Regions from separate parts of the Mus musculus genome. Here all the other regions are linked to region 3. A link is a contact called in public ChIA-PET, HiChIP or PLAC-seq and promoter capture Hi-C data. All regions are on one chromosome and are shown on one strand. The core of a region is the stretch at or near the end of the contact, and the rest is flanking DNA. Distances in the headings are between cores, read along the strand shown. Region 1 holds the start of Meis3 (Meis homeobox 3). Region 2 overlaps Dhx34 (DEAH (Asp-Glu-Ala-His) box polypeptide 34). Region 3 holds the start of Slc1a5 (solute carrier family 1 (neutral amino acid transporter), member 5). Region 4 has its middle 6.4 kb from the start of Gm32059. Region 5 holds the start of Selenow (selenoprotein W). Region 6 holds the start of C5ar2 (complement component 5a receptor 2).

Region 1 (4,650 bases), core at 1,194-3,693, 610 kb before region 3:
CAGATGCATGTAGAGTGGCCCAAACACCACCCTCCCAGAGGGGACACTAGTCAATAAGCCCCCTCTGGCTGCCACAGCCCCTCCTGTCCCAGAGAAAGGGTCCCAGCATCATGTTAGGGAAATAACCATATCAAGTTGGCTAGAGCTCAGGGGAGAACAGGCCAGAGATTGTGCACATACACAGAGTGTGTGTGTGTGTGTGTGTGTGTGTGTGTGTGTGTGTGTGTGTGTGTGTGTGTACATGTGCAGGCACACATGTGCAAATATATGCAGATGTGTTAGACTGGGGCGTGTGAGCTCTGCCAGCCTCCTTCCCGAAGTCACCGCCTCTCCTATCAATTTCTCACCCAGACACTCTCCATCTTCCCCCCACTAGTCCCTTTCATTAATTAAAAAGATTTATGCCCACGAGCCCTAGCCCCTGCTTCTTGCTGGGAACTGTTAGATTGTTCTTGTTCAGAGTAACAGCAGCCAGCTCTCTGTGGGCACACACATCCTCTTATTTCTGTCACCACCACGCCCTCATGCCCTTCTCTGTCCACCCCTTTCCCTCCTTCCACCTTAGACTGAGTGAGGTGGCTCCCTGGCTCAGGCTCAGCTTCTGAATCGGGCACAGCAATGAATCCTAGCACTCGGGAGGCAGGAAGATCATGCATCAAGGTCACCCTTTACTGCATAGAGAGTTTGTTACCCTGGGTCACATGAGACCCTGCCATCCCCCTACCCAAAAATCCAGTCCCATGAGGACAAAGGTGACTGCCCCAAGACACAAATCAATGCTGTGACCCTAGACTGCTGTGTTCCCCTCCACAAATCTCCAATGAGGGTAGTCAGGGAGGGAAGAGCTGGCAGGGTCTTTACACATTTAATTGAAAGTTACTTCGATTAATCTTCTACCTCACAGTACCTATGTTGGGGTACATGTGTGTAGCTAACCCCACTCCCCGCCAGCCTCAAAGGGCCAAAGTGGGGAAACCTGAAGGGGGACCCCACTCAGTGTGATAAGCCCACAGTCAGGCAAGGCCCCCTGAAATCTAGAGCCCTGGTTTGTTGCAGAGAGTGAAAGGCATGTTAGAGAAAGGTCTGGACTCCATCAGGATCTGTGGGTGTCCCAGGTGACAGAACAGGGTGAGGAGAAAGAGGGGCACACTCAGGACAATAAGAGGAGCTGAGAAGAAGCAGGGTCCTCCCTCCTCCATAGCCTCTCAGGCCCTCCCCACCTGTCACCCCTGCCCTGGCTTTTGTTTTATTTCCAGCAGAGAAGATGAAGGAGTGCGAGGCCTGTTTATGGGAGTCATAAAATGTACCTCCAGCTAGCCCAGCGGGGCTCACACCACCAACAGTGAGAGAGTCAGTGAGCAGGCTCTCAGCTGCCTCCACTCTCTGCGCTCTCTCTCTCTCTCTCTCTCTCTCTCTCTCTCTCTCTCTCTCTCTCTCTCTCTCTCTCTCTCTCTGATTCTGTTCCCTTCTCTGTCCCTTTCTCAGGTTCCCTTTCTTTCCTTCCTTCCTCTTCCTCCCCCAACCCACATCCTCCTCTTTTCCTCTGGTTTTTGGAGACAGAATCTTACCGTATAAGCAGGCTTGCATCCAACTCATGCTCCTCCTGCCTCAGTCTCCCTGAGTACCACACACACCCGGCACAATTACTTTTTGCCACTGGAATTTCACTCCAAAGCTTGTCTTGGGGTTTGACTGACAGCTTTTGTCTGCACCGCCTCAGTGGCTAGACCCACGATTTACACCCCACCCCACCCCCACCCTCCCACCCCCGCAAGGCTCGGAGGTCCCAGGCTGCTCCCCTAGGGGCAGCTGAGAGGGCTTCATCCAGGCTAAGGGCCTTCCTGAACACAGGGCTCAGAAGGACAGAGGCACACACATCCCTGAGGGAAGCACAGCAGCTCAATACTTTGCCACTTCTAGACACACACTGGAGCCTCGGGCCGACAGCCCCCTTGTCCCCCCAGGGGAGACAAGGGACAGAAACGGAGCAAGAAGACAAACGAAAATATAAGCTTGGTTCTTTCCTGTGCCTGGTTTGCTTTAATCCCGTCTCATGGTTAGACAGGAGAGACAGAGACAGAAGAGTGACCAGAGAGGAGGGGCAAAAAGCTACTGCAGACCCCTGGCGGCCAGGCAGGGAGAGAGCAAGAAGCAGTGAGGACCAAGAGGGAGGGTGGGGACCGCGGGAAGCTCCAGACACAAGACCCCGCGAATCTGACATACAAAGGCCAAGGTGGGTGGAGGCAGACCTGGAGTCCAGGAAGAGGAGAGGAGGAGGGAGGGGACAGCACGGAGGGAAGAAGGGGAGGCAGAGAAGGAGAGGGAGGAGGGGACTCAGAGGAGAGGGGAGGGACAAGACAGGAGAGGGGCCGCTCGGGAGGAGGCCCCGCTCCGGCAGACAGCGGGTTAAGCGTCTCCGCGTGAACTTCCGGATGTGACACAGGCCGGGCCCGTGTGAGCGGAGGAGCCGCCGCCACCCTCGGCCGCGATCCGCGGGTCTTGGCCACTCGGAGACCCTGGCACCCGGCGGGGACCTCGGGGACCTCCTGCCGCGATGAGCTCCAGGCCGTGACCTCCCGAGCCCAGGACAGGCGGCGCCGGCTCATGGCCCGGAGGGTAGGTGACTGTGCCGTCCCGCCCTGAGCCTCTTTCTGCCTCTAAATGTCCCTTTTTGCCCCTTAGAGTTCCTTCTGCCCCTCCCTCTATTCCTCTCTGTCACTCTCTCCCCCTCACCCCCCCTCCCCTACTCCCTCTATCTCTTGGGTCTTCCCCATCTCTACCCTCTTCCTGTCTGCTTTTCCCCAGGCTTCTGTTGTCTGAGACCCACCCTGGGGTTAGGGGTGGGACATCTCACCAAGCTGCCAGACAAGGGAGAGCAGGGGAGAGATGCGAGCCCTGAGTGTAGGGAGGTTTGGAGACGAACCTGGCAGGAGGTAAAGACCCCATCGTCTGGGTTCACGGTGGGCAGCTGGGAGCAGGTGAATTCACTTCAGGATGCTTAGAGAAGTTAGCCTGCGGAAGCAAAAGAGGAGTGACAGCCACCCAGATGGCCCAGTGCGCCCAGGTCGGCTGGAGAACACAGGACCCTCTGCCTCATACCAGTGAGCCCTTTGCCTCTTGGCGCCCCAGTCTCCCCACTGCTAAGAACCGTCTTCTACCTGGAGATCAAAGGTCCTGCTGCCCCATTGTGATTCCGTAACAGGAGGACCCAGAAATCTGGCTCCTATACTCTTGTTTCTGGTTGGGACTGTTTGCATGGTAGAATAGGGTTACCCTCCCCCAAATGTATTTATTGACTGTTGTCTGATTGTGCTAAATGTCTTTCATTTCCTCATTCATTCAATTCCAACTTGGTGCTAGGTGCGCTCTGACTGACTGACTGACTGTCTGTCTGTCTCTGTCTCTGTCTCTCTGTGTAAGTATATGTGAATGTTTCTCTCTCTCTCTCTCTCTCTCTCTCTCTCTCTCTCTCTCTCTCTCTCTCTCTCTGTGTGTGTGTGCGTGTGTGTGTGTGTAGTTGTCTCTTGCAATTCGGGGTGTAGTGCTCTAAGCCTGCATGCTCTGGAGAACCTACCCTATAGCATACATGTGCATATGTATCACATGCATGTGCATGTCGGCTGTGTGCCCAACTCTGTGTGGATATGGGTATGGTGAATTTACATGTTGGATGTGATAAATTGTTAAGACATTCAGAGGTGTGTAGTGTAATAGCACTCCAGAGGTCAAAGCAGGAGAATTGCTCTGAGTTCCAGGCCAGCATGGGCTGCAAAGTAAGATTCTATCTCAAAACCAAACAAAGCTGGTAGAGCCCTGCCTAGAATCCCCCAGTGAGGGGGCTGGGGGCGTGGCTCAGTGGTAGAGCCCCTGCCTAGAATCCCCCAGTGAGGGGCTGGGGGCGTGGCTCGGGGGTAGAGCCCCTGCCTAGAATCCCCCAGTGAGGGGCTGGGGACGTGGCTCAGTGGTAGAGCCCCTGCCTTGAATCCCCCAGTGAGGGGCTGGGGGCGTGGCTCAGTGGTAGAGCCCCTGGCTAGGATGCACCAGGCCCTGGAACCCAATACTACAAAAATAAAACATACACTTGTAAAATAAATAGGAAGAAGCTGTGCATATGCAGGTGAATTTTTTGGATTTTTCCAGGTTGTACCTCCTGTCAGACCCTGTGCTTTCCTCGCTGTTCTCCCTCCCTGGCTGGTTCCCCCAACATCTCTGTCTCTATGCTTCTTTGCCATTATCTCTCCCTCAGTTCCTAGCCATCCAACTCCTTCCTAGATGTCCCTTTGGGGTCCTGAACAGGACTCTCATGCCTGCTTGGACTGCTCTGTGTGATTCTGCGAAGGCTGGGATCCTTGAATACTGAAGTACACATTGTGTGACCTTGGGTAAGGAGACTGAGCCCTGGGGAACTAACCTCCCCGGGCCTTGTCCCTTCTCTTGTAGTATGATGAGCTGCGCCACTACCCAGGCATTACAGAGCACACGACAGCCCTGGCCAGCTTTTCAGAGGCAGCGCCTTCAGTACCTAGAGCCCCTGGGCCCTACACCCCACACCGGCCACCCCAGCTCCAAGCTCCAGGCTTGGACAGCGACAGCTTGAAGAGAGAGAAGGATGACATCTATGGGTGAGTGGGTCTAGGGACAGGCAGGGGC
Region 2 (4,349 bases), core at 1,133-3,632, 580 kb before region 3:
CCACTGCTGAGGGTTCTCGAGGGCATCCACAGCTCATCACTGCCTCATACGGTTGGAAATTTTCAAAGTGGAGAAAAAGAGAAGCTGAGGACGAAAAGGGAGGTAGGGTGGAAGGAAATGCTAGCAGCGAGGGCCACAGCCTGGTCACGATGGTTAACAGCGTTCATTCTGCCCTCCACTCTGCCAGTCCGAAGCCTTGTTGTCTTTTTCTGTGACCATCTCCCATTCTCCACACCAAGGTGCGTTGAGCTGGCTCTCGAAGTTGGCCTGTAGGGGCCCCTGTGGCTCTGCCTGTTGCTGCCTGTCTGCATGAGAGCTGGGGGGACCTCCCTCCTCAGGGCCAAGCTGAGGCTCTCGCTTCCCGCTTCCCAACCAGCACAGTGCTAACGGCAGTGTCTCACTGGCTGGATTCAGGAAGCGGCCTGGAAGTTCAGCACAGTGTGCTGTCTGCAGCCCGCTGGGCTGGTGAGCCTTCCCTGGAGTTTCCCTCCCACAGCACAGCACAAATAGGGGATGGGAAGGAACCCTGGGAATGCCCGAGTGAGGGACCTGAGTTGGAGGTGCCACCATCTGTCACGTGCCACCAGGGTCACTGTACCTTGGCTCCCTTCTTGGCCTGAGGCCTCCTGCCCCTGTGTGTGTAATACCTCAGGGCTGTTGGCAAAGACACAGGTGGGGTGCAGCACGGTGCCCTGCTTGGCCTGCGTGTGGAAAATCTGCAGAGGCCAAAGGCAAGCACTGGAACAGGAGGCCCCGACCTGTCCCGCGGAATACCCAGTGCCCTTTCTCCTCCCCTGGGACAAAGTCCTTCTCCTTATTCACCAAGTCCTCCAGATTCCTGCCCAAGCTGGGTGTGACCCTCTGCCTTGCCCTCCTCCAGCCCTGTCCCCTCTGGCTAGTGTGCAGAGCAACCCAAGGACAAAGCCAAGGGTCTTTCTGTCACACTAAGTTCCCTGGAACCCAGGGGGTGCTGAGGAAACACGTTAAAAGAGAAGTCTACCTGGTCTGAGTCCTTGCGGCCACTGTTGAACGCATCGGGCACAGCCAGCTGTGGGTACAGCCCCCGCCCGAGCACCAGCTTGAGCAGGGCCAGTTGGTCTCGGGTCAGGTCCTGGGCTGAGCTGGCAGCTGCCTGCAGCTGCTCCAGGTTGTGCCGAAGCTTGAATTTCACATCCTGCAAAGGCAAGAATGCGTGGTGGCTCTGAGGGATCCCGACCCCTGCTCTAGAAGGTGTTTGTGTCTCCTGTGTCCCATGCCCCTTCATGCCCCTGGCCCCGTACATGGCCGTCCCACCTGGATGTCAACGCTGTCAGCCCTCTGGGAGGTAGAGCCCTCTCGGTCCTCTTCATCGCTGGAGCAGCCATCCTCCTGCAGCCTCAGCACCTTGCGCCTGCGTCCCCCACCCTCCTCATGCTGTCGCTTCAGCTGGTGCAGGGCCCTGCGCTCTCGGCGCTGCTGCAGCCGACTGTAGCTGTCCCCTGGGGCCACTACCTGGGCCCCACTCAGCAATCCATGATCCTCCAACAGCTCCTATGAACAAGAAGGGCTCAGGTGAGTGGGCTCTGGGCTGACACAGCCTCAGGCCCACAGGCTGGTATGTGATAACTTCCTGGTATATTCTCCTCAGTGCAGAGTGAGGGTCACCCCATACCTCCCAAGGCTGTGGAGGCGGGGGGCGGGGAGGTCAGTCCTTGGCCCCAGACTTGAGTTCTGTGCCCTGGGAACAGCTCTTACTCATGAACATCTGGTCAGGCACAGATGGTTCACAGGAGAGTCAATAGCAGCTATTCCCAGAGCTGCCTGCAGGCTCACTTGAGGGCTAGCATGGGGCCCTCAAGGTCCCACAAGATTCTTCTCAAAGCTGGGTTATGCCTGGGAACCTGTCAGGAACACCTAATCTCAAGCCAGACCTGGCCATGCATACCTGTCATCCCGGCACTCAAGAGGCTGAGGCAGGGAAATCATGGGTTTGGGGCTAGCCTGGGCTACTTAATAAGGCCCTGTGAAGAGAAGAGGGACTGGACGTTTCTACTCAGTGATAAAGCACTTACCTAGCATGAACAAGGCCCTGGGTTCAAGGTCAACAAGAGTAGAACCAAAGCTCTGGAAGCTGCAGAAGTGGGCAAGGAATGACTGAGCCCAACACTGAGAGCCTAGCAAGGTTTCTGAGTCCTAACTGGCCCACCTGCCCTCGAGGCCATGGGCTACCCCAGGAACTCCTATTGCCTCCATGCTACAGACCACCACAAAGCTCAGTGTATCTGAGCTTCCTGTAAGTGACAGAGAGAGGCACACAGAACTGAAGCCACACAACAGTGGAGCGCACAGCTCTGTCCTCACTCACCTCCAGTGACCACAGTGACACGCTGCCCACACAGCCTGCCACGTGAACATAGGCGGCAGCTGGAGAGCTATTGTATCTGCCCATTGGGACTGAAGAGTGTCATTACTTTCATCTTCCAGGGGAAATTTCCAGGGGAAGCTAAGGCCCAAGGGTTGTGGTGGAGGGCGGGGCCTCAGGGGAAACCACACTGTGAGAACGAGCCGAGCCACGTTGGGCTGCAGACACATTGGCTGTCCTGTCACCTTGAATGCCCCCCCCCCCCGCCCCCAACACTCACCCTGAGCTGCAGGTCAGCAGCCTGGGGCCAAGGTGAGCCTCTCCCCTAGGATGCCATACAGCCAGTGACCCGTGTGCCTTCCCCAAGAACACTCTCCAAGGTCCACGCTTTTGCCACCTTGCCAAGGCTGCCCCAGTCCTGCTCCCCTTGTGGGACGGTGATGTGGTGGGGACCCAGTCACCCAGAAGGGTCTGGTCCTCACCTTGAACTGGCGCCGCAGGTTGGCCATCTCATACAGCCGGTGCTCCTCCACACCCCGGCGGCGGCACCACTTTCGAGAGTTTCCGCTCCGCTCAGACTTCACCTGGTTGAGGGGCAGACACCTCAGAGTGAGGACCTGGCCAGCTGTGGGAGCAAGCCCCAGCACGGGAGCCTCTGAAGCAGGGCGGGCTGGGGGCCGCTCTAAGGGACCCTCCTATCCTTTTTCCAGGACTCAGCCCCAGAGCTCATGCACCCCGACAGGAGCACCCAGACAGCATGCTGGGTTAGGTGTCCTGGGTCCTCCCCCTGAACTGCCACTGATGAGGGCTCAGGAATGGTAGACTGGGTATATAATGTCCCCCAGGAAGGTTGGCCTTTCTCTAGATAGCACTGGGTTCTGTCGGATACCCTGTGGATCCTGGGCTGGGCACTGGCTGCCACACCCCCACCCCCACCCCCACCCTGGGCACCAGAGCATGAATGGCAGGGACAGAGATTCCTTGGGTAGACTCAGGGCTCAGAAACATGAAGCAGCACAGCTGGAGGGTCCTCCAGTGGGGTTGAATGACAAAGGCACCCAGCCCAGCCTCACCTGCACCCAGGCATTGAAGACATTGAAGAGTGTGAAGGGGTCACCCTGGTCACTTTCCAGCGGTCTCCGGGCAGTGGCACAGTCCAGGTTGCTCTGGGCACTGCGGGTGAATGGTGACTGGACGCTGAGGGCAGCAGCAATGGTGAGCACAGGCTCTGCCAGGCTGAACATGGAGCCGAGGATCAGCATCTTCCCTGTGGACAGCAGGGGCAGCTAAGCCTCGGGAAAGTCAGCTCTCTGCTCTGGGGCACTCAAGGGCCCTGCTCTCACCTCCTTCTCCACTGCTCACAAAGAGCCTTAGGAACCAAACAGGCCGATGCAAACCTACAAGCTGAGATTTGTGGTCCCAGAACCTTAAGGAAGAGCCTCTGTTTCCCCATCTCTCCACTAGAGATCATGACCGGAGTTCCTTCCTTCAGCTCATAGGGCCCATTTTAATGCTGGCCAAAAATTTGAGCTACCCCTGACCTCCACCAGCCTCCCTTGGCTTGATTTCCTTGGCTCCCAGTGGCCACAGCTCTCCTCCCCTAGTAAGACTTGCACACAGCCTGCCCTGGTTTGTCTTGGTGCTGACTGTGCTTATAGCAGAATAAAACTGGCCACAGCCTTCATTTAGTTTGACGAGGAGGAGGAGGAGGAGGGTGGGGAGGAAGAGGAGGAAGAGGAGGAAGAAGAGGAGGAGGAAGAGGAAGAGGAGGAGGGAGAGGAAGAGGAGGAGGAGGAAGAGGAAGAGGAGGAGGGGGGGAGGAGGGAGGCAAGAGTAGGAAAAAAGGGGGAAATGGATGGCTGAAAGGTGATGTGGGACAGGGAAGGTTATGGGTAGGCACACTGGAAACACGTGTCCATATACCTGTGCCCATCAGTGAGGAGCTGGGAATCCCCGGGCTCTGGAGACCTGTGTGGACTTTCTGGGAGCTCAGACCCTGTCTGCCTGC
Region 3 (4,487 bases), core at 703-3,202:
CTGCCTGCTGGGTTACAAAGAGGAGGGTTTAGATGCTGGAGAGCTGGCTGCTCTTCCAAAGGACCCTGTTTCACTTCACAGCACCCACATGGCGGCTCACAACCATCTGTGACTACAGATCTAACCAATTCAATGCCCTCTTTCAGCCTCTAGGGATATCAGACACATATGGCACACAGACACAGATGCCTGTGAAACACCCATACATGTAAAATAATAAGATGAAAATAAAATAAAATGAAATAAAACACAGAAGCAAAGGTTTATTGCTCAGCCATTCGTGTTATGTCGGATTCTAATAGATCTGCCCTGCCTCTCTCCTCCCTTGCTTCTTCCTTCCCTTCCTTCCTTCTCCCCACTCTCTCCCTTCTTTGAGAAAAGATAATAATACATTCTTTTCCAGTAAATTCAAAAATTAACAACACTATCCTTCAAAAGCTATGATGGAGCCGGGTGGTGGTGGTGGTGGTGGTGGTGGTGGCGGCACATGCCTTTAATACCAGCAGGGAGGCAGAGGCAGGTGGATTTTGGAGTTCAAGGCCAGTCTGGTCTACAGAGCAAGTTCTAGGATAGTCAGAGTCACACGAAGAAACCCTGCTTCCTTCTCCAACAAGCCCTCCCTGCCCTCTCTCAGGCTAGCCTTTCCCAGCAGCCCCTCATTCCCATCTTTACTCTGATGTCTGTGGCCCAGGCTGGTCATGACCTTGGAATCCTTCCATAGTTGGGATTGCAGTCCTGAGAGCTGCGGGTGAGCGCCTGGTAGAACAGACTGAGCCCTGTAGCCTCCTTTGCTCCACCTCCAGGCAAGCTCCAGACTTTCCAAAAGAGCCATTCTTCAGGGCGTTTCTCAAGTGGTCAACAGAGTTCAGGAAGGGACTCTTGGCTGTCCTCCTCCTTCAGCCCAGCCTCTCACTACCCTGCTTCACCCTTTGGGAAGCCCCAGACCTTTCTCCCACTGATGAAATCACAAGGAATCCGGGTAGGAGGTTGGGCCAAAGAGCTGGCTGGAACCAGTTTGAGTATTTCTCTTACTAGGGGCAGGCAGTGGGGCAGAACGCTCCTAGCCAATCCTGATCCACAAACTTCAGCCTCATTTTCCCCACCCTACATGTCCCAAAGATTCTGGATTCAGCAGACCTCTTTCCTCCTCCTCTTCCTCCTCCTCCTCCTCCTCCTCTCTAAGTCTGTTATTCTTACAGTTGATGGGTAACAGTGTCTAAACTAAGAATGTTTGTGGTGAACTGGCCATTTAAATATTTTTTGCTACATTTATTTATATATTTGTTTATTTGTGTGTGTTGCATGTGCCATGCTCCTGTGGGGAGGACCCAATCTGTGACTATCTGAGGAAAGAGACTGGGTTGCAGCTCAAGCATGAGGGCCTGAGTTCAAATCCCCCACATTCAATGTTGGGGCCTACTGGCCCCTCCTCCCTCCCTTTCCCCAATTTGTTTCTACAGACTGGGTTTCTTTTTCTTTATGTAGCCCTGGCAGCCCTAGAACTCGCTCTGTAGACCAACCAAGGCTGATCTTGAACTCACAGAGATCTATCTGCCTGCCTCTGCCTCCTGAGAGCAGGGATTAAAGGTGTGTGCCACTCATCTGTCTGCCCTTTCTAGGGGTCCTTCTGTGGAATATCAGATATGATCCACAATTAGATTCTTTTGACCAGTGGTGAGGTGCGTGTGGGTGGGTGTGGGTTGGATAGTTTCCCAACGCCCCGCCCCTTTTGGAGGCTTTGCACCCTTTCTGGCTCGATGCCCTTGCCCCGGCCCCGCCCCTGGCTATGCATTGTTATTCACCCTAGGTTGCCCACTGTGATCTTGGCTCCGCCCCTCGCTCGCCACCTGGCGCCGAATGTTCCATAACCAATCAGCGCTTGCGGGACGGCCTCCGCCTTTTCAAGTCCCGCCCTCCGCTTTTTCAAGTCACGCCCCTCCGCCTTTAATCCTGGTCGCTTCCGTCTAGCAGCCTCAGAGACACGCGGCGCGGCCTGGGAGGTTTCTCCTTGGCGCCACTTTCCATATCCCCCGGGCTGCTTCCTATTTGCATCTGGAAATTTGATTTTTCTCTCCAGAGCCCGAAACGCTCGGTCCACTCCTTCTAGGGCTCCAGTACCCAAGAGTCCGAGAGCCAGGCGTCCTAATCCTGGGATCTCGGTCTCCCGGAGCAAGGCATCCCGGATCTATGCCACTTGGGTTGAGCTTCCTGAAGACCTCAGCTACCTGAGTTTCCTTACTCCTTCAGGGAGTCAAAGAACCCTCTGAAGAGCTGTTCCCTACTCCAACAAGGCGCTCTCAACTCCCAGTTTTCGGGGATTCGACATCACCAGGAAAAATAAAGGGATCTCCGCATACAGCTCAGGGAGCCTAGGACCCTCCAGTTTCCGAGATCCGGTGGACGCATAACTTCAAGGACCGCTGCAAAGTTTCAGCCTCCATTCTCGGTCCTAAGGACGTCACACCTAGTCTCCAGGCTCACAAGGAACCTCCCTGTTACGGCTCAGCATGGCAGTGGATCCCCCTAAGGCTGACCCCAAAGGGGTAGTAGCGGTGGATTCCACCGCGAACGGTGGCCCCGCGCTGGGATCCAGAGAGGACCAGAGTGCGAAAGCAGGTGGTTGCTGCGGTTCCCGTGACCGGGTGCGCCGCTGCATTCGCGCCAACCTGCTGGTGCTGCTCACGGTGGCTGCGGTGGTGGCTGGCGTGGGGCTGGGGCTGGGGGTCTCGGCGGCGGGCGGTGCTGACGCGCTGGGTCCCGCGCGCTTGACCGCTTTCGCCTTCCCGGGAGAGCTGCTGCTGCGTCTGCTGAAGATGATCATCCTGCCGCTCGTGGTGTGCAGCCTGATCGGAGGTGCAGCCAGCTTGGACCCTAGCGCGCTCGGTCGTGTGGGCGCCTGGGCGCTGCTCTTTTTCCTGGTCACCACACTGCTCGCGTCGGCGCTCGGCGTGGGTTTGGCCCTGGCGCTGAAGCCGGGCGCCGCCGTTACCGCCATCACCTCCATCAACGACTCTGTTGTAGACCCCTGTGCCCGCAGTGCACCAACCAAAGAGGTGCTGGATTCCTTTCTAGATCTCGTGAGGTACGTTCCCGCCAGGCAGTGGGGTGGTTAGGGGCCAGTGCAAGCGTGCAATCTTTCTGCTTTACCCCCTCTGAGTACAGGGATTACCCGTGTGTGCCGCCACTAGTCACCAAGGTTGAGTCCTCCAGATTGAGTCATGCCTTCTAGAATCTAGGAAAATAAGGTAACGGTGACAGGACCGCTAACATCTTGGAAGGGTGAACTTTTACGGAAGTTCTCCAAATTTGGGGGCGGGCCTAAACATGGAGGGCTTTTAGAGGAAGGAAAAATAATAAGCCTTCTTAGTCTTGTTACGCTTTTTGGAGACAGTACAGGGTCTCGTACAGCCAAGCCTGTCCTTGAACTCTCCTTAGCGCCCTACCTCCATCACCCTAGTGGCTGGGATGAAGGAGCATCATTTAGCTTACTGAAAACAAGTCTGCTACAAGTATCTCAGGCTGCTCTCTTGCCTCGGCCTCCTTCCTTGGCTTGCAAGGGAAGTGTTATAAAAGATACAAGGACTGCCCTAAGAAGAGCCACCCCCCCCCCATGAAAGTTATGAAGAACCACAAAAACAAACAAACAAGAACGTTGTGCAAACTTCTGGAGGGATTCTTTTGTGGCAGAGGGGCAGAGATGAGGCTCCTGGATAAGGATTTGGACCCAGGGTCTGTGACCTTTTCACTCCTATGAGCCGGTGGAGGCCCAATGGTGATGTGAGAGGCTGCCTGATTCCCAGCGATAGGAGTGTGCTCGAATGTCCCCGGAACACAGCTTCTTGTTCCCTCTAACCCTACTTGGTTCACCTGGGCCAGGCAGTCAGACTTCCGGTGCCTTCGCCCTCCCTGCCCTACCATCTCATTTCCTCTTGTATGTCCCCTTCAGTGCCTTCCCCAAAGCAGAGAGTGACATTTTATCCTTGTACCCTTCCCACTTTGGAGGACTCTAGACTCCCGGTCCACGTGGTCCTGCCATGAGGGCCTCTGATTCAGTATCTTCAGATTGGGGACTTCCTGGAAGGAAGAGAGAAGTGAGGTGGGTGGGGTGGTGGGGATGTGGAAACCGTGAGTCAGAAAACCGGGCATCCTCTGCTTCTGGGCCATCGTATGGGATGACATGAAGGGTTGTGCCCTTGGTGTCCGTATTGAGGATGCCTTCTGGCTGATGGAGATTAGCTGGATCCTGGGCCCTGCCCTGGGTGGCGAGGCGGCACACCCACCTTCAGGCTGTTTGTGAGCTGAGGCTTTTCCTCCCAGGCAAGCTCAAAACAGCTGGAACTCACACTCTCTAGGCCAGGATACTTCACGCCCAGCTTTCAAGCATGTAAACCTAGGCACTGAGAAGCCCGCGTGGCCTTAAACCAGCTGGGAGGCACACATACAACCCACGAGGGACTGGATACTCTTTACGCTTTTATTTTATGTGT
Region 4 (4,401 bases), core at 469-2,968, 730 kb before region 3:
TAGATCATGCTCTACAAGCACCAGATTTCATTTAATTTAGTGTTTGGAGAAAGAGGTCTTGCTACATAGCCCAGGCTGACTTTGAGCTGGCTATTTCCTTGCCCCAGCTCCTCCAAGTGCTGTGCTACCATGTCTGTCTAGGTTCTGGGTCTTTCTGCACTGTGGTATATCTTCTACCCCTATGATGGTACTCAGCACTTAGTATACAAGAAAGGTTAGCTGAGGGTTCAAAGTCATCTTCTGATGTCCAGCAAGTTCAAAGCCTGGGCTACACAAGACCTTGCCTCAAAAACAAAGGTTTGCTGGAAAGATACTATCTATGACGAATACCCCAGACCTCTTAGCTTAGGCGAGGGCTGTAAACACACGCTACTTGGAAGTCCTTGGCTGGGTGTGGAGGAGCCAAGACAAGCCAGCCCCCAAGCTGAGCAAGAGCTGGCACAGACCTGGGAGATCAAATGGCTATTTTCCCTGAGCATCCCTGAAAGCCCATCCAGGCTTCCAAGCTAGTGACAAGAGCCCAAGGTATTCAAAAAGCACTGTGGGGCTGGTGACACAGTTCAGTTGCTAGAGTTTATCCTAGGTCCACATACACTAGGCATAGTGGGCTGCACACCTATACCCCAACACTCTGAATGTATTCAGGAGCATCAAAAGTTTAGGATCAGCGCTTGGAGACATAGCTCTGCGGTTAAGACTTTGAATTACTCTTACAAGAAGACCCAGGGACTGTTCCCGGCATCCATGTCAGCTTACAACAGCCTTTAATTCCAATCCCAGAAGAGTGCATGGATACCCTCTTTTAGCCTCCTTAGGCACTGGAATTCAACGTGTATATATTCAAACAAGAATACCATAGTTCGAAATAAAAATCAATTTCCAAAAACAACAATAGTCAATCACATATCAAATCTAAGGCTCACTTGGGCTACACATGACCCAGCACATCTTTAGTTCTAGCACTTGGGAGGCAGATGAAGGTGGGTCTTTTTGAGTTCAAGGCCTGCCTGCATAATGAGACCCTTACTTGATGAAGAAATAATATTTTTTAAAGAGCTCAGATGGTGCCGGGCAGTGGTGGCGCACGCCTTTAATCCCAGCACTCGGTAGGCAGAGGCAGGCGGATTTGTGAGTTTGAGGCCAGCCTGGTCTACAAAGTGAGTTCCAGGACAGCCAGGGCCACACAGAGAAACCCTGTCTCGAAAAACCAAAAAATAAAAAATAAAAAAAGAGCTCAGATGGCTGCTGCTTCTTTCTTTCTTTCTTTCTTTCTTTCTTTCTTTCTTTCTTTCAAACCTCTTTTGCAGGTTAAACCCAGGGTCTCACACAGCAAGTCACCATCCCTAGCCTTCTTTTTCACTTCTTATATTGACAGGGTCTAAGTTGCTAAAGTTCAGGGCTTGAACTTGCTATCCTCCTGCCTCAGCTTCCTTAGCTGCAGTGATGACAGACCTGCACCACCAGGCTAGGCTGACAGTTTTAATTATGATAGTATAGTGGAAAAGAAAAGGTAGAAGCCCCGTGTTCTTGCTGTGGACAAGGCCAGATATTGGAGAACTGCCTTGCCCGAAGGGCCTGACATCATCTTGTCCTCTGAACCCTCCTCCAGCCTTTTTCCGCACATTTCTGCATATGCCTTAGCTCTTATCAGAGCCCTGAGCCTTTCAGAAACTCAGCTCACTACAGCCCAGCTCCTACCCTGGAGAACCTCGTCAGCGCCATCTGTCTACAGACGGTGTCAATAGCATCCGCTTAATAGCCTAGGTGGGCTTCAGTCTTGCTCTGTAGCCTAGGGCGGACCTGGAACTCTCCTGACCCCCCAGCCTCCACCTTCCGGGATTACAGCTTTAACCACCACGCCTGGATGGTGCTGTGAAAACCAGGGCTTCTTAGATAGTAGATTAAGTACCAACTGCACCACATCTCCAGTTCTATTTTTCAGTGTGTGTATGTTTCTCTCCTTCCAACACGTGGTTTCTGGAGATAAATTTCAGATCAAGTTTTGGTGGCAAGCGCCATTATTCACTGAGCCACCTCGTCAGCCCCTCTTCCACCTCCCCACCTCCGGATTTTAAATAAATGGCTTCCTCCACTGAAAGTAGAAACACTTCCCCGCGGCTCCTGTCAGGCAATGGAAGCTTCAAACTTTGCGCCCCAATTGTTTCATTATCCGAGAAACTGATGGCACACGATTGGTGCATTTTTTCTTTTGCATATAACACTTCAACAACCAAAGCCTGACTCCCGTCCTGAAACACTCCTGCCTTTCCAGGTTGCTTTAAATAAGGGTGAGAAGAGAAAGTTTTTACGAGACTTCCAAGGGCCCGGGTCTTGGTGGCCAGGAGGAGGAAGAGAAGGGGATTCCTTCGTAGTCTCTGTCCTCTAGCTATACCCTTCCACTGTGGCCATAAGGTACCCCTTCTGAGGACAGCCAAGACCGGAGCGCTGTAATCCGGCAGCAAAATCAGGCAGCGATTAGCCCAGCCCGGCCTGGGGTCCTCAGCACCGCAAGTGCGAGGGGCGGAGTCTGGCCTTTGATTGGCCGCATGTGGGGGCGTGGCCACAGCTCCGCCCCACCTCTACCCCCCACACACAAGATAAAATAGGCTTCGCGCCCTGGTGCTCGAAATTATTCGTGTAGTGGGTGTGGCTTATGTTTGTTTACACGCTTCTATTGGCTGCATTTGAATCGGCCCGAGCGGGTGGGCTTCGGAGGCGTGGCCTCGGAGGGCGGGGCCGGCGGCTGACAGCTCTTAGAGTACCGAAACGCTAATGAGGGGATTTTGGATCTGAAGAATCCTTTTGGGGTTTCTGTCAGCTTCCTTAATAAAGGCCAGTCAAGAAACTGAGGCGCACGTTTTTGTAAACATTCCTAAAACAAAATAAAACAAAAACCATGACTATGTTTTAAAAAGCAGATGCAACCTAGCTGGCCAACAATGAAAAACTCTGAAATCAGCTATGATCCTGGCCCACAGTGGGACAGGAAGTCACTGCAATAAACAAGGAAACCGCAAAGTGACACAACAGCTTTTGCAACCACTCAGGGAGAAGGGGAGTTCTGTAAATGCCAAAAGTATGGATGAAAATGGACACGAATCATTTGCTGATGAATTGCACAGAATAACTTACAAAATGGAAATGAATGGACAGGAGTTGGGTGGATCCTAGCTCATTTTGTAACTGTTTTTGTTTGTTTTAGCTTGGTTTGGTTTTTAGAGGCAGGGTTTCTCTGTGTGGCCTTGGCTATCCTGGAACTTATTCTGTAGTCTTCCCCAGTGCTGGAATCAAAAGTCTGGGTCGCCACTGCCCACTTCGTTCTGTAACTTTGTAAAGTTAGAAATTTGTAGCATCTACTCAAATAAATATGCTGTAAATTAAAATAAACAAAATACAAATTTAAGCCACACCTTACATATAAAGGTAGCACACACCTCTAATCCCAACAATCTGGAAGCAGAGGCAAGTAGATTTCTGTGAGTTCAAGGCTAGCCTGGTCTACCTAATGAGTTCCAAGACACTAAGGACTAAGTAGAGAAAGCCTGTCTTAAGAACATAAAAATTATTGTTACTTTTATTATAAATTAACTTCTGAAGACCAGGTCTTAGTTCCTGAGTGAGAAAACTACACAGGGGATGTATTTATTCATCATGGGCCATCACAGCTGGGGCAGAAGAGAGTGGCTTTATAATAACAGGAGGAGTCAGACCCTTCATCTTCAAAGGACACGTTCCAAGCCTCCCGTGGATGCCTGAAAACAGATAATACTAAACATTGAATACTACTTTTTTTCAATTCTTTTGAGATAGGGTCAAGGTTGGCCTTGACCTCCTGATTCTCCTGCCTCCACCTCCCGAGCACTAAAACCTTAGGTATGCACCAGATTGAACCCAGGATTTTGTGTCTTCTAATCAAGAGCTCTACCACAGGTTCTTTTTCTGTAGCCCATGCTAGGCTTCAATCAACACGCCTTTAATCCCAGAACCTGAGAAATAGAGGCAGGTGGGTTTCTGTGAGTTGGAGGACAAGCTGGTCTAGATGGTGACTTCCAGGACAGCCAGGGCTACACAGAGAAACCCTGTCTCCAAAAACATAAATAAATAAATATATACGTATATAAACATAATAGCAAAATAGACCCATTATAACAATATACTTAATAAAAGCTACTTAGAACTTAACCAATGTGTGTGTGTGTGTGTGTGTGTGTGCTTTTGAGACATTTTCTCACTATGTCACTTGGCTTGAACCTCACCATGTAGACCAGGCTGGCCTCAAATTTACCAAGATCCGCCTCCATCTGCCTCCCAACTGCATGCACAACCACATCCAGCTTCACTAATTTTTATACTTTATTTTCATTTTTAAATGACATTGTGTGTGTGTGTGTGTGTGTGTGT
Region 5 (4,491 bases), core at 27-2,526, 860 kb before region 3:
GGGTTATCGGTAGTAGGACCTCAGGCTGGCCCTGCCTCATTTCCAGCCTCAGTTTCCTCCCCTGTAAGATGGAGACAGAATGGCTGGAGAGCCCCTCAATGGACTTCAGGGGTGCAGAATCCATTCAGCAAGCACTTTTCAATCACTTACTGCAAGCCAGCTGATTATCAGATGCAGATGGAGGAAAAAGTCATCAAGAGAAAATGGCTGGTCTTTCTACGCCTGCCTCTAGCAGGGGCACAATTAATAGCGCTGGCAGGTAACTAACCAACATCATCACCTCCTTCACACTACAGAAGGGGAAACTGAGGCCAGAAAAGAACTGGGGTTAACAGCACCGGCACTCACTGATCAGAAACCAGTAAGAGTTTTTTGTTTTGTTATTTGTATTGCTGGGAACCGAACCCAGGATCTGGTGCATCTCATGCAAACACTCTACCACTGAGCTACACCCTCACCCTACAATCTATCCTATATTACTTTTTCTTTTCGGGGCACAGGGTCTTACTACATCACCCCGGTTGCCTCTAACAAGCAGCTTAGCTGGCCTGGAACTATCTACCTGCCTCTACTTCCGAATGCTGGGATTAAAAGTGTGCATCAACACCACCACTCCGTGACTCAGTTCGCCCTTTTCATGTACACACTGGGAGGTGCGACCACTGTTAACTCACACTACAATCCAGGTACGGGACATCCCCAGACCTCCCAACAGCGCTTATGAGTAAACCCCCAACTACACCACACCTTGTATTCTCTAACTCATGCCGCTCAGTGAGGGGGAAGGGAAACAGCCTGTCGGGAAGGAAAGGTCCCCAGAGAAACCCGATGCTACCCTTCCCCTCCCCTCAGCGCTGAGTCACGTGTTCAAAGTGGCCCCAAGTATCAGTTTCCATTTTCACTGGTGAGATGTCACTCAGATGTCAGATGCCAGGGATCGGGCTCAAGTCTCTGTTACCTCCATCCCACCCGCTTGGAAATCCCTCCCTTTGGGTCTGAAATACAGTCATCGTACTCGGTTACCAGACCCTGGTAGATAGGGGGAGGGGCAAAGAAAAGGGTGGGAGAGGGTCTCCTGGCACAAAGGTTGGGGAGCAGAGAAAGGGCACAACGAGCCGGGAGCAGGAAAAGGGGGAACTGCAGTCACCCGGACTTACCAATACACGACTCGAACGGCGAGCGCCATAGCTGCACGTCGCATCCCCGCACAACACGAGGACCCGACCCACAAGCAACAAGGACCTCAAGCTCTGAGCGTGGGGCCGTGCGCACAGCCGACTGCCTCACGAGTCAGAGCAAACCAAGTGCGGGGGTGGAGAGTGGGCAGAGCTACGGGAGGACCGAGGTTCCGGAGCACGGCGGGGTCTGTGGCCAGGGGCGCGAACCTCAACGCAAGACTCCATGATATCTTGATATCTGGGGTTCTCTTGATATCTGGGGTTGTCTCCATAGACAGCGTCTCTGGGACCAGTAACCTGAGAGCCCCTCGCCGTCCCTTCTCTATGCCATAATGGTTCAGTCCTCAGGGCGGTGGCTCGAGGCAGAGAATTGGTTGAGACTGAAGTTCAGTTACAGAGTGGCTGAGAGGGGCAGGGCAGGGAAATCGACGCATTGGGAGACAGGCAATTGGGATGGATCCCTCCTCCCCAGCGCTAACTGGACCAGACTAAATGAACCTTAGGTCTGGAAAACTGAAACTAGGAGTCCCAGTGTGCGCTTTAGGTCCAGCTGTCTCACCACCGACAGACCCCCTGCGCACCCCCAAAACCATGCAACCCCTCTTTTTGCGCCTTCCCGCTCCCTTCCAGCTGCCTTCCAGCAGAAGGATATATAGAAAGTCCTGGAATGGGGCTTGGACTGTAGCGCAGTTGGTAGAGAACTTGCCTACCATGTATAAAGCCCTAGTTTGGGTCCCTAGCACACTGTTATCTGGGGGCTGTGGTACAAGCCTGTAATCCCAGCATTTGGGAAGAAGAAACTGAAGGACTGAGTTCAAGGTTATCCTTGCTACACAGGGAGTTTGACGCTAGTCTGGGCTACATGAGCAGTTGTCTCGAAACAAAAAATCCAGGCGTTGCCTTTAATGCCAGCAGTCAAGAAATCTCTGTGGGTTCGAAGCCAGTCTAGCCTACGTAGAGCGTTCCAGGACAGACATGAGAGACCGTCTCAAGGGGGAGAAAAAGGTAAAAGTGGACAAAATATTTGAGTTTAGGATTCCTGAGCCTCACTTTCTCCTCCTTGAAAGCTGGACAGATAACAGGAGATAGTCATTCCCACAGAATTTTTTTGCTCTCTAGTTTCTTATCCTCCACACCCTATGAACAAACGGCAATGGCATGCCCACCCCCTCCCTCCCCTCTCTCTACTTTCCCACCACCACCACCACCACCACCAAGGATGGCTCACCAGCAGAGATGTTTATCTGTCACCTGACTTCTTTAATTGACTTCAACCGGCTATCCCCGCCAATGGTTAACTAGGGACCAAATAAGGAAATTTTCCCACCTAGCCCTCTGGTTCCCCATCAGTACCCTACCCTGCACACAGATGATGGGCTGTGATTCTACCCACAGAAAAATGAAATTTGAATCATTCACTCCCCATTTGACTTCATAGGAGTGCGTTGGCAACTGAGGATTCAGAGGCCTAAAAGCAGTAAGAAAACTGTATTTCCCTAAAAGGATGCTTGTTCATGCACTTGGACTCCTGGAAAGAATGAGAGCCAGAATCTGCTGTGTGTGGTGGGGAGAACTCAGTGAAGATAACCAGGAACCTTCTGTGTCCTCGTTGGGCATCTCCAACAGGCTAAATTCAGTGTCGCAGCCTCTCTGTCTCGAGACGGAGGACCTGTGACCACAGTCTGAAAAGGAATAAAGAGTCAGTCTGGAAGAACCAGGAACAGAGACTGAGTCAAGGGTCAAGAATAAATGTTCCACAGTCCCGAGTTTTCCTGTGGTTCCCAACACCCTTGGAACAAAATCCCAAACCTTAGCATGGATGGCCCCTCTGACCCTTTCTCCCAACACCCCAGTGACAGGGACCACTGGGACCTTAGCCACATTCTTGTCTCAGGGCCTTCACACATGCTGATTTAGCCCTCTCACCCCGAGTCCTGCTTTTCCTCCAAGAATCAGCTGCAACCATGGAGGAAAAACAATTCTTTCTGGAAAAAGTCTGCTTTGTGTTCGACACAAGTTGTACCAGTTTATTTGCCCTTACAAAGTGCCCTAACCCCAGTGGCTTACACTGCAGACACACCTCATCTCGTGCTCCTGGTGGGCAGAAATCTGAGATCAGGTAGCTGCAGAGCTGGCTTACATTGAGGATTGAAAAGAAAACTGACCCCACAGCTCTGGGGTCACTTCTGGTGGTCACTGGCCACGGCTGGAGCTACTCGGCTTGTAGGTGAATTACGCACAGGCTAAACAGATGGCGCAGTGGTGAAGAGTACTGGCTACTTTTGTAGAGAATCTAGGTTCAGTTTGCAGCCCCCACGTTACAGCTCACAAGCCTCTGCAACTCTAGTTCCAAGGACTTTGATGCACTTGTCTGACCTCTGAGAGTACTCACTGCACACACTTTGTGCACATGAACTCCCAAGCACATGAACTCCAAGCACACAACACACCTGAAACACACTAGGAACCACACACACACACACACACACACACACACCCTTAAAAAGTAACTGCCTGTCTGCTTACAGAAAGCGAAGCTTTCTCTCTTTTCTTAAAAGATGTATTTATTTTATGTTATTGAATGTTCTGTTTTCATGCACTCTAGAAAAAGGAATCAGATTCCACTCTTCTTGCTTCCAAAATACAAGGAGTCTCTAGTGTGTATCTAGTGTACTCTGTGAGAGGTTTAAATTCAAGCCTGCATTATCGATGCTCAGTATGAGATCTGTGGCACTTGCACTATGGATGTTCACCACGCCTGGATTGCTAGCAAGCTGTGACAGCGTTGAATTCTTCTCTGGGGTCACGAGCCACCAGTGGGTGTTGGGAATTGAACTTAGGATCAAGCACTCAGTATGCTTAACCACTGAGCCATCTCTAAAGCCCTAGCTTCTCTTTCTCTCCTCTATCTTCCTCCTCAGAGCAGCTCCTTCGATTTCCAGTTTGTGCGACCTAATTGTTCCACTTTTAAGTTGTAATAAATCATCCTTGAAGACTAGAAAGATGGCTCAATGGTTAAGAGCACTGAACTCTTCCAAAGGTCCTGAGTTCAAATCCCAGCCACGTGGTGGCTCACAACCATCTGTAATGAGATCTGATGCCCTCTTCTGGAATGTCTGAAGACAGCTATAATGTACTTACATATAATAAATAAATAAATCTTTAAATAAATAAATAAATCATCCCTTGAGCTCTGAAATGAATAAATTAAACAGCAATATACAAAAAGGTAGATCTGGACTGAAGAGACAGCTCAGGGTTAAGAGCACTGGCTGCTCTTGCAGAGAACCCAGGTATGGTTCCTAGCACCCAC
Region 6 (4,524 bases), core at 1,572-4,071, 540 kb before region 3:
GCCTTGTCTACATAACGAATTCCAAGACAGTCAGAGCTACGTAGAGATATTTTGTATCAATAATAACAACAACAACAACAACATACAAGCTGATGAGAAAAGAGATGGTGGTGAATTTGAGCAAAACTCAAGAACATTCATATATAATATAAATGTCGTAATGAAACAGATTATTTTATATGATTCAGGGCTGGGGGTGTGGCTCAGTTGGTAGAGTGCCAAAGTCCCTGAGCTCTGCTCCCAGCACTACATAACCTGTGTTTGATGATCCCTGTACTCTGGAGGTGGAGGCAGGACACTCGGGTGTTCGAGATCACCTCAACTACATAGTGAGTTTGAGGTCAGCCTGGACAGCATGAGCTCTTGTCTCAGGAAAATACAACATATATAATCTGGAATGCTAATTCTGACTCCCAAGATTTCAAAATGAAAGCTTCTAAGGCAAACATTATGAGCCTCTCCACCCCTTCTCGCAACCTCCTTTATGCCTCCCTTCCTCACCTCTCTTCTGACTGGTCCCAAATTGGCCGAATGCACAAGCACAGCAGACCTCAGCAGCCGCAAGGAAGCCCAGAGTCTCTCCACCAGGGACAGTAGCGGGCCTGAGTCTCAGCAATGCAACCCTTCCCCAGATCCTATGGGATTCTCTGAGGACCCTGCGCAACCTTCTTAACCAGGAAAAACAGGCGTGGCCTCCGCTAGCCCCAGGGAAATAGTTGTCTTTTCTTCCTCCCCGTGAGTCACAAATTAACCCACAGACAGAAAGGTCGGAAAAGCCGAAAGTGTGTGCCTCCACCCGCAGCCTCACTACTATCAGCTTCCTGGAAGCCAGAGGTGTGTGGGCTTTGAACAGCAAGGTCTGGAGGGCTATCTCTGAAACCACTTCCCACCCACCCTTGGCACTAAAGGACCCCTAAGATTCTGCAGTAATCACCAGCGGCCTGCTAACCCTCCACTGACCGGCTGCGCTGTTCTCTGCCTCTCATTCCTGCCAGCCACAGACTCTTAAAGATCTTTCCTTCCTCAAATGTTGTGAGGATGATAGCCCAGAATGAACCCTCCTCAGAAAGATCAAGAAGCTGAGCCCAGGGCCTGAGGTTTCCGGGGAACATAAAATGCAAGTCCTGTCATGCAGTGGTGGCGCACACCTTTGATCACAGCACTCAGACAGGTCTCTGAGTTCGAGGCCAGCCAAGAGTCACAGAGAGACAGCCAGGACTACATAGAGAAACCCTGTCTCAAACCCCCACATGCCCCAAAATAAGCAAATCCTGTCCCCTTTCTGGGCCTCTGGTTTTTTTACCTGTAAAATGGGAAGACAGCAGGCATAGGAGAACATGCTTGTCACTCCAGCACTCCGGAGGCAGAGGCAAGGGGGAGCTCACGGGAGAGATCTGTCCGGTCCCCATGGGTGGATTGGTGGGGAATGTGCTCGTCACACAAGCATGGGGACCTGAGGTTGAAGTTCTGGAACCCATATAATAGCCACATTCAGTAGTATATGTATGTGATGCCAGCGTTCAGAAAGGAAGACAGCCAGGGAGTCAAAATCCCTGGAAACGTGGGCCAGCTGGCCTTTGCCATTACAAGCAACAAGAGACTCTGTCTCAAAGTAGAAAGGAAAGCTCTAGAATTAAGGCTAGCCTCTGACCTTCAAATACAAACTGTGACTCTCACAGGCCCATGTGCACAGATATTTAAAGTGAAAATTATTATTAGATATTTATTATTATTATTTGTAGTAGTAGTAGTAATGACAAGAACAAAAAAGAAGTTGGCTATAGTGGCTGGGTTTGGTTTGGTTTGATTTGGGTTGGGTTGGGTTTGAGACAGGGTCTCACGTAGGCCAGAGTGACTTCAAACTCACAGATTTGCTTTCCTCAGCTTCCCAATTGTGGGAATTAAAGTGTGCCCTAGAGTACACTGTCTTAAACTATACACCTACAGCATGGTGCAGGCTTAGGACACCGAGCAGGACATGGCCTCAACCCTGACATGGACTCTCGTCACTCAGCAGTTCCTGATGGTCGTCTTTCTCTCTGAGCCTTGCTTAAGGCTGAGAAGGATGCGGTCACAAATTCTTCTGTTGATATTTAGAGCATAAAGTCATGTTGTTAGAGGAAATTGCTTCTGGGTCAAGGCACTACAGATTCTGTGATGCAGGCCTCTCCTCTCTCTCTCTCATCCTGAAAGGCCTCAGTGTTCTCCACACCTCAACATGGGAGACTTACCTGGTCAACAGATGTGCCAAGATGATAAAAGGTCTGGAGCAGTGCACAGCTCAGTGTTAGGATATTTGCCTAGAATCCTCCAGCAAAGGATTGGGGGCCTGGCTCAACAGAACCAAGAACTCACCAATGAGGGGCTGGGAGTGTGGCTCAGTAGTAGAGCTAGGGCTAGGGCTCCTCAGGTGAGAGTGCTTGCTGCTGAGAGCGGTACCTATGAACCACCTCTCCAGGGCCCTCCCTTTCCTTCCACCTTGTGTTTAGAGACCAAGGCTCTCAACTTGCTCTAGATGCTCACTGATTAACCCAGGCCTGCTGGTCAGCAAGCCCTAGAGATCCATCTGTCTCACTCTCCCGTGCTGAGGTTACAAACACAACCCACCGTGCCTCTGTACCAGGCAAATCCATAGCCTGGGCTGGAACGCATATCCTTATGTTTAAATGGCAAACACTTTACTCACTGACCCGTCTCCCAGCCCCTCATATTTCATCCCAGAAGACTCTACTGCAATGTAACAGCTTCCTGGATGTGAGCTCCCGGAGGTCACCGTTACAAGGGAAGGCGGCTCTGGCCCCAGGCCTTGGAGCCCTGCATCTGAAGAACAGATAGGTGTGTAAGACCCAAGGGTCCAGAAGGCTGGGGCTGGGGGAGGAGAAAGAACACACTAGAGTCCGCCAAGCTCTCAGCCCACTTCCTTTCCTGCTCACTTCCCCTTCCAACCCTGTTGACATAAGCAGATTCCACAGGCCACACATTTGGCAATCCCCTGGACTCTGCAAACTTCTGTTTTGAGCTGCGTTGCTTAACCCTGACCTGCCTGGGAGTCACCTGGGGTGGGGGTCTCTCAACATGACCACCACCTGCTGTATGTCCAATTCCTTCCTTCCTTCCTTCCTTCCTTCCTTCCTTCCTTCCTTCCTTCCTTCCTTCCTGTCTTTCTTTCTCTTTCTTTCTTTCTTTCTTTCTTTCTTTCTTTCTTTCTTTCTTTCTTCCTTCCTTCCTTCCTTCCTTCCTTCCTTCCTTCCTTTCTTTTAGATTAATTTATTTTTGCCTTTGGTGCATGAGTGGTTTGTCTGTATATCTGCGTGCTACACACCATGCCTGTGGAGGCAAGGAAACTGCATCAGCTCCCCTGGAACTGGAGCTACAGACAGTTGTGAGCTGCCCTGTGGGTTCTGGGAAGGAAACCTCAGTCCCCTGGAGGAGCAGCAGCCAATGCTCTTAAACCACTGAGCATCCCTTTTTGTCTCGTTTTGGTTTTAAACTGGCCTCTCTCTGCAGCCTGAACTCACGGAGGTCCACCTATGGCCGTCTCCCAAATGCTTGTTACCAAGCCTGGCTGGGATTTTTGTTGTTGTTTGTTTGTTTGTTCATTTGTTTTTGTTTGTGTTTTCAGACAGAGGCTCATGTAGCCCAGAATGGCCTCATGTAGCCCAGGCTAGCCACAAACTCTCCTTGACTAGATGAGCCTCCTGCCTCTACCTCCTAAATCCACCATGCAGATTTAGTTTCTTTGTGTGTATATATTTGTTTTATTTTGAAACCAAGTCTCACTTGGACTGACCTGGAGCTCACTAAGTAGCTGGCCTCAAACTCCCAGAGGTCTGCCTGCATCTGTGTCTGGAGTGCTGGAATTAAATGCATGTACCACCACACCCAACCACTATTGGAGATTTTATTCAGTGCAGGGGACTGAACCAGAGGCTTGTGCGTGTTAGGCCAGCATGCTACCTACTGAACTGAAACACTGTATCCTGGGCCCAGCTTACATATTATATATAATTTTATATGTATGGGTGTTTTGCTTGCATGTATGTCCAGCATGTGTGGGCTTGGTGTCCAAGGCAGCCATTACAAATCATTAGGAGACACTATGTGGATGCTGGGAACTGAACTAATCCTTTAAAACAGTAGTTCTCAACCTTCATGATGCTACGACCTATGACCCTTAAATACAGTTCCTCACTCTGCAGTGTCCCCCCAAACCATAAAGTTATTTTCATTTCTACTTCAAAACTGTAATTTTGCTAGTTATGAATCGGAATGTAAATAATTTGGAAACAGAAGTTTGCCAAAGAGGTTGAGACCCAGAGGTTGAGAACCGCTGCTCTAAAAGAACATCAAATGCTCTTAATCACTGATCCGTCTTTCTAACCCCACCCCACCCCCTAGCCCCAGCCCTCAGCCCAACCCTTAAAACAGCATCTCATTACAGCAAGGCCAGAAGGAGGTGAATCCCTACCTACTACTTACTCCCTGAACCAGGAAGCTCAATCGCAGCCAGAGAAAAAGATTGAT

What was found. Promoter capture Hi-C pulls out the DNA fragments that hold promoters and counts their contacts. ChIA-PET counts read pairs in DNA pulled down with a chosen protein or histone mark. HiChIP or PLAC-seq counts read pairs in DNA pulled down with a chosen protein or histone mark.
Region 1: an H3K27ac HiChIP or PLAC-seq map of microglia shows a contact between it and region 3, with 6 times the contacts expected there. The contact joins the promoter of Meis3 here to the promoter of Slc1a5 in region 3. A contact is called at or near these places in 2 of 39 promoter capture datasets (both in liver), 1 of 115 datasets of contacts at active chromatin or transcription factors (microglia) and 1 of 9 other capture datasets (adipose tissue).
Region 2: a contact with region 3 is called in an RNA polymerase II ChIA-PET map of memory CD8 T cells, with 8 read pairs. The contact joins the enhancer-like site here to the promoter of Slc1a5 in region 3. A contact is called at or near these places in 3 of 39 promoter capture datasets (hippocampal neurons, liver and pre-B cells), 2 of 115 datasets of contacts at active chromatin or transcription factors (memory CD8 T cells and pancreatic cancer cells) and 1 of 9 other capture datasets (liver).
Region 4: an H3K4me3 HiChIP or PLAC-seq map of embryonic stem cells shows a contact between it and region 3, with 8 read pairs. The contact joins the enhancer-like site here to the promoter of Slc1a5 in region 3. A contact is called at or near these places in 2 of 484 Hi-C or Micro-C datasets (CD4 T cells and natural killer cells), 5 of 115 datasets of contacts at active chromatin or transcription factors (bone marrow-derived dendritic cells, embryonic stem cells, memory CD8 T cells and 1 more) and 2 of 9 other capture datasets (liver and pancreatic islet).
Region 5: a promoter capture Hi-C map of erythroid cells shows a contact between it and region 3, with 4 times the contacts expected there. The contact joins the promoter of Selenow here to the promoter of Slc1a5 in region 3. A contact is called at or near these places in 3 of 39 promoter capture datasets (erythroid cells, liver and pre-B cells), 1 of 115 datasets of contacts at active chromatin or transcription factors (pancreatic cancer cells) and 1 of 9 other capture datasets (adipose tissue).
Region 6: a contact with region 3 is called in a promoter capture Hi-C map of liver, with 7 times the contacts expected there. The contact joins the promoter of C5ar2 here to the promoter of Slc1a5 in region 3. A contact is called at or near these places in 3 of 39 promoter capture datasets (hippocampal neurons, liver and pre-B cells) and 1 of 9 other capture datasets (liver).

Annotation. Positions count from the first base shown.
Region 1 is chr7:16,172,952-16,177,601 of GRCm38.p6, forward strand. Meis3 (Meis homeobox 3) reads left to right here and starts at 2,444. Exons shown (of 13, transcript NM_008627.4): 1 at 2,444-2,616; 2 at 4,441-4,622. The coding sequence starts at 2,605.
Region 2 is chr7:16,202,574-16,206,922 of GRCm38.p6, forward strand. Dhx34 (DEAH (Asp-Glu-Ala-His) box polypeptide 34) reads right to left here. Exons shown (of 17, transcript NM_027883.3): 8 at 3,415-3,608; 9 at 2,824-2,925; 10 at 1,294-1,530; 11 at 1,001-1,174; 12 at 599-716. Among named protein-coding and RNA genes, the nearest start is that of Dhx34, 17 kb to the right of the region's middle. Within about 2 kb of position 2,383, at least 25 of the 459 cell types and tissues checked have an H3K27ac peak or open chromatin away from gene starts, as enhancers often do. A contact at or near this core is called in memory CD8 T cells, where this site is marked.
Region 3 is chr7:16,779,394-16,783,880 of GRCm38.p6, forward strand. It overlaps Slc1a5 (solute carrier family 1 (neutral amino acid transporter), member 5), which reads left to right and starts at 1,953. Exons shown (of 9, transcript NM_009201.2): 1 at 1,953-3,082. The coding sequence starts at 2,508.
Region 4 is chr7:16,050,348-16,054,748 of GRCm38.p6, forward strand. No RefSeq gene overlaps it. Among named protein-coding and RNA genes, the nearest start is that of Gm32059, 6.4 kb to the left of the region's middle. Within about 2 kb of position 1,719, at least 341 of the 459 cell types and tissues checked have an H3K27ac peak or open chromatin away from gene starts, as enhancers often do. A contact at or near this core is called in bone marrow-derived dendritic cells, embryonic stem cells, liver and 4 more, where this site is marked.
Region 5 is chr7:15,921,095-15,925,585 of GRCm38.p6, forward strand. It overlaps Selenow (selenoprotein W), which reads right to left and starts at 1,277. Exons shown (of 6, transcript NM_009156.2): 1 at 1,158-1,277. The coding sequence starts at 1,186.
Region 6 is chr7:16,241,333-16,245,856 of GRCm38.p6, forward strand. It overlaps C5ar2 (complement component 5a receptor 2), which reads right to left and starts at 2,822. Exons shown (of 2, transcript NM_176912.5): 1 at 2,691-2,822.